Linked DNA regions of Mus musculus: region 1 is linked to region 2. A link is a contact called in public Hi-C data. All regions are on one chromosome and are shown on one strand. The core of a region is the stretch at or near the end of the contact, and the rest is flanking DNA. Distances in the headings are between cores, read along the strand shown.

Region 1 (2,700 bases), core at 42-2,541, 120 kb after region 2:
GTAGAGAAGTAGTTTCTAAATCGGCCAGTGCAGCACTTTTAGAAACTAAAAGTGAAGTTCCTTTCATGTACAGAAAATGAAACTATAAAGGGCATTTGGCCTCGCTGGTAGATAATTGTCACTTGTAACCTCTTCCTTTGATGAATGGGAAATGGTTCCCATCATGTCTCAGAAAAGCAGTGATGAAGCAGCCTTCCCTGGCGTTAACCTCTGCTCACCCCGCTTGCAGTGTAGCTACCCGAGCACAGTCTGCTCTTTGACACATTAGTAACATGCCTGTGATAGGGCATCTTTACCACATGCAGATCAGATGTCAGCAAATTTTACATGGATCAGTTGCTGTGGTCTCTTTTTGTAGACTTACAATCCTACAGTGTATGTTTTATTACCATTATACTAGAATAAATGAGAGAAATAAACCCCTAGGTTTATTAATATCATATGTCTGCTTAAAAGTTTGCTTTTCATGGTAGCAATTTCGCATTAGGAAATTATGATATAGGACTTTAGCTTTTACATGCTTAGGTATTAGGAAAGTCATCTAGAAAGTAGTAAAATTAAATTAGTAATTGAGATTTGGGCTCAATTCATAGATAGTTATGAATTTTTAGGAATGTATAAATAAACTTTTATACCACTTTCAATGTGCAGTTTCTTACTTTAAAAATAGGGCTGAATCCAGACAAATGAAGCGAGCAGAGCCTCACCAGCTCCGACAAGAAGACTCTGATGCTGTGTGGAACGAACTGGCATATTTCAAAAGAGAAAACCAGGAGTTGATGGTTCAAAAGTGAGTTTCTTTTTAACAAGATTGTATAAATAATCTGAGATTTATTTTTGTTGCTCAAAGTCTATTAGAGAAGCACATTTGAAAACTTGAAAATGAAATTATCTGAGATTTATAAATAAGACCATATATATATTATATATGTTTGTGCATATATTATATATATACATATATAAATACACACATATATATGTATATATATATATAAAATCATACAATAACAAGTTGCACATTTGCTAGCTCTAACAGAAACCGTATAATATGATCTAGGGATTGTGTTAATTAATGTGGCTCTCATCTGTTGAGGGTGTCGTTCTTCATTAGCCTGTATTTTAGACACTGCCTTGCTTCATTTTTGGAATGAGGTGGAGAGGGGATAACCTAGCCAGCCATCCTTGTTTGATCTCCTAGATATATACGCAATGCAGAATGCCTGAACTCTCTTGGTTCCCTGCCCTGTCCTGCTAATCCCAGCTGAGCTCATTATGGTGTAGCCTTGCTGCTACTCTTGGAGCCAGAGCTGTCCAAGCTAATTACTGGTAGCAGCAGAACTGCCTGTTAAGGGTCTGGTGTGGATCTGCTAACATGGTCCTTGGTAGTGACCTGCAGAAGACACGAGGGAATTGCTCTCTTTCTTGCCTTGCACTACCTGTCCTTTGGGTTTAATGCTGATCCTGTACATAGGTCTTTTAGCTGCCCTAAGTATAAAACTTGATGAAGGATACTCATATTTTAGAAAACACACAGTTTGCTTGCTTGATCTTATAATTCAAGGGCTATTACAGCCAGCTTGGCAAAGAAGGAACAATTTTTTGTCTTGTTTTATTTTGAGACAAAAGAAAGATTATACCAATATAATTAGCCTCTTCTTTGATTTAACTAGGTTTTTCATTTAGAGTGAATTTTTGACATATGAATTGTGAAGTTTTTAAGTCAGTTGTTTATGATATTGTTTAGTTTGGTACAATTTAACATCATGTGGCATATTGTACTTAAATGTCATTGATTATTCTTAGCTGTAAGCGGAAAGCTTCTTTATTTATTATCTGTGTAACTCTCTATTCTTTTTATATAATGATAAACTTTTGAGGAAATTACCATGTCAGATTTAAATGTATATTCTCATTTACCTCCTAAAGTACAGTTTCTTTCTATTATAGCTGAAGATTAAATGCTAATAACTAAGTCTCTTACATGAAACTTATTTTACAGGCTACATAATTTTTTTGGTTCAAACATTTCTTGATGATTTTAAATAGCTTTACTGAAATATAATTCATCAGCCATATAATTGTCCCATATTACATATAATTCAAAACCTATCCAAAGGTTTCTACACTATCTATAGTTACTGTTATTTTTAGGACATCTTTATTACTTCTAGCCTATACAACCCACCCTTCCATCTACTTTTCCAGCCCTAGGCAATTACATACTATTCTTTGTAGATTTTCTGACTGTCAAAGGCAAGGAAACTACTTCTGTGGTAGCATTGACGACTTCAGAGTCACAGTTGAGAAATGGGGACATAGAAGGTTTCTATGACAACTGCACCCCCTCCTCAAAAAAAAAAAAAGTAACAGCCTAGACTGGAAGCCATGGAAGAAAACTCTTATCGTGATAAGGACAGGACGGTAAAGTGTAGCGCTACATTATTAATGGCTTCTGACAAGGGTGTGGGGTGGGTAGGACTCAGGCCACCAGAAGTTTGCCTATGCTCCAGTGAGTATATGTGCAATACAAATTGGATGCTTTTTATTTTGTTTTTGTTTTTGTTTGTTTGCTTTTTGGTTGGGGGGGAAGTAACAAGGGTTGGGGGCACACCTGGGTGCACTGGGAAGTGAGTGTGATTGGGGTGCATGGTGTGAAAGTCTCAAATAATCAATAAAATATTATGTTGGAAAAAAGATATA
Region 2 (2,700 bases), core at 172-2,671:
ATTGGACTCAGCAAATGTTAGATGTTCAACACGATAGTTCTTTGTAGGACAAGTTTATATGTACTTTTCCTTTTTTATTTCTATGGGTACCTATGTGTGTGGAGACCTGAGGTCCTGCGTCTCCTTCAATCATTCCCCATCTCAGTTTTTGAGACAGAGACTCTTAATGATCTTGGAGCTTGCAGATTTGGCTAGAGTAGCTGACCAGCAAGTCACAGGATCTGGCCTCTGTCTCCTAAATTCTGGGATTACAGGTCTGCCAACATCATGGCAGCCGGCTTTGGAAAACACACGTGGGCTCTGAGGGATTGAATTCATGATTTCACGGCAAGCACTGCATGGGCTGAGCCATCATGGCCCCGAGCCCTACATGCACTGGAAACATGTAATTCTCTAATACACTTTGCAGTGTTGGAAGGATGACCAGAGGCAGTCTTCGGGCATGCCGACTCAGTACAGGCAAAAATGGTTTGAAAATGGTAACTTCACGGTGGGACTCTCAATCCCTACTTCAAATCTCTTCCAAGAATTCTGTAAACTTTTCCTAGAAAACAAAACAAACAAACAAACAAACACCCCCCCCCCAACAAACCAGCAACAACAAAAAAGTAATTCTATCTTTCTGTGAAACTCAGCTCAGCGTGCGCGCGTTCACTAAGTTTAGCACTCTGGAGGAAGTGTCTTAAGGGCAAAGAAAGGTTATTGTGTTTTTGAAGTTTATAGCAAAGCAAGTGAGAAAAGACCAGAGACTAAAAAAGTGAGTCAGTCTCATTTCTTTCATCAGACTCCATTGCTGACTTTAGTTCGGTCCAAGGACACCAAGCCGTTGGGCCTTGTAGGACAAAGTTGCTCTGATATCCAGCCAAGGGATAAAGAAATTGACATAAAGACTCAAAGGAAACCATGACTCTTGCAAAACAAAAGACAAAGGGTGTAGGAAGGATCATAATTCAAGTGGGAAGCCTGCTCGATAGTCCCAGCTCAGCACAAGGCTTTCCGCGTCTCCTTGACTTCAGTCGGTTAGATGTCAGCCGCACGTAAGGCAGCGTTGCCAAGGGGTGTGAAGAAAACACTTAACTCTAAAACCTATTCCCTGATCCTCAAGGAGCTTACAACAGCGTTGGAGAGATTAGCGGGGTAACTAACACTTGAGGGCGGTCAATGAAACGTGAAAAACGAGTTGGCAGAAGCCTTGGAGGAGGAAAGAATTCACAGTTCTGGATCACTGGGGGCTGGGGGCTTGTCAGGAAGGCTTTAAGACGAGGGATGTAAAGTAGGCCCTCGGCGGAGCTAGGGCGTTAGGAGGGCGGGAAAGTCAGGCACTTCGGACTCGGGACAGTGGAGGCGCCAGCAATGAACTTGCTGGTCGAGCCTCCGCCGGCCCGGCGCGCATGCGCAGATCAGCTCAGCCGCCCGCGCTCGGAGCTGGGCCCGCGGCAAGCCCACTAGGAACCGCGATCGCCGGACCAGGCGGGAAAAGCTCCGCGCATGCGTAGGACGGCAGGCCAGGCTCCCCAGGATGGGGAAGGGAAGGTGGAGTTTTCAAGCGGGAACTTGACCCGTTAGGCGCCGCGGCCATGGCGGCGCGCTCGCCGTCTTCCTCGCCGCCTCCGCCCCCGGTGCGGCGGTCCAGCCGGCGGTCCCTGCGCGTCGGGCGCGGAGCCGAAGTGCACGCTGTGCGCAGCGAGGCCTCGGGTCTGGCGGGCGCCGCGAGGGAGGTCGTCGCGGATAAAAGCGACTTACTTTGGAGGGGCGAAGAAGGGTCAGGGGGACGGCGAGGGTCGGGGCGGGCCGGGGCCGCTGTCGCTCCTGTCGCCAGCGCGCCCGCGGGTTCCTGGTGGCCAGAGGGCCTCTCCTCGGAGGAGGCGAAGGCGACGCGATCGCAGCTGCTGGAGGAAGAGCTGAGCAGCCTAAAGGAGGAGCTGGCCCTGTGTCAGGTATCAGGACTGGCCGCCGGCCTTCCTGTCCACGGCCCCGGCCGGGGGCAGCGCCGCCCATCACCGCCGCCCGAGCTCATGCTCGCGGCCCGGGGCACCTAGTGAACCCTCCCGGGACGCGCCCTCCAGGCTCCACGCCCTGCCTCTGCCCACTGTCTGGGCTGCAGGCTCTGTCCCGCTGCAGACCCGGGTTTCGATTTTAATAGGATGCTCTCCAGAGGCTCCTTCCTCAAAGCCCAAGTTCCTGGTGCTGTCTAGTGATACCCAGTGCCCACGAGTGGAGTGCATTCGTGAATTGAAATAAACAGGACCGTGTCAGAAAAATAAAATCCACTGATGGAAATTGCCCGTTTTTAAACTTCAGACCCACACTTAACCCTTGTTCTTACCTTGTTAAACTTAAGTTCCAAACACAACCACAGTTTTTAGAAAGCCCTGGGAACGGGACTACAACCTTAGGATGCTACGTATTCATTTATTAACTTCCAGTGATCCCATAGTGAAGTACTTTCATGTGAGTGTGCCAGAGGAAAGCAGTTGTTAGAGCAGTCATCTCACATTACTTCCCAGATTAGTTTGAGGGTTTGGGGATGGTGAGCTTGCCTGTCCTTCAGTGCAGAGTATTTATTTATTTATTTATTTAGTTAGTTTATTGGTTTTGCCTTCTCACCACCATCTCCTTAGATTTGGCTCTAACCACATATAGGGTTAGGAAATAAAAATGTTGAGAATTCATTCAGTTAATTACAAGTCTTTAAGGGAA

Evidence for each region. Hi-C and Micro-C count contacts between places; a contact is called where the count stands out from the background.
Region 1: a Hi-C map of rod photoreceptor shows a contact between it and region 2, with 1.9 times the contacts expected there. The contact joins the enhancer-like site here to the promoter of Cntln in region 2. A contact is called at or near these places in 2 of 39 promoter capture datasets (the C10 cell line and liver), 1 of 15 datasets of contacts at CTCF or cohesin (CD8 T cells), 2 of 484 Hi-C or Micro-C datasets (conventional type 1 dendritic cells and rod photoreceptor), 2 of 115 datasets of contacts at active chromatin or transcription factors (bone marrow-derived macrophages and large pre-B cells) and 2 of 9 other capture datasets (liver and pancreatic islet).

Annotation. Positions count from the first base shown.
Region 1 is chr4:85,005,735-85,008,434 of GRCm38.p6, forward strand. It overlaps Cntln (centlein, centrosomal protein), which reads left to right. Exons shown (of 26, transcript NM_175275.4): 12 at 671-790. Among named protein-coding and RNA genes, the nearest start is that of Cntln, 120 kb to the left of the region's middle. Within about 2 kb of position 1,292, at least 5 of the 459 cell types and tissues checked have an H3K27ac peak or open chromatin away from gene starts, as enhancers often do. A contact at or near this core is called in rod photoreceptor, where this site is marked.
Region 2 is chr4:84,882,888-84,885,587 of GRCm38.p6, forward strand. It overlaps Cntln (centlein, centrosomal protein), which reads left to right and starts at 1,422. Exons shown (of 26, transcript NM_175275.4): 1 at 1,422-1,937. The coding sequence starts at 1,578.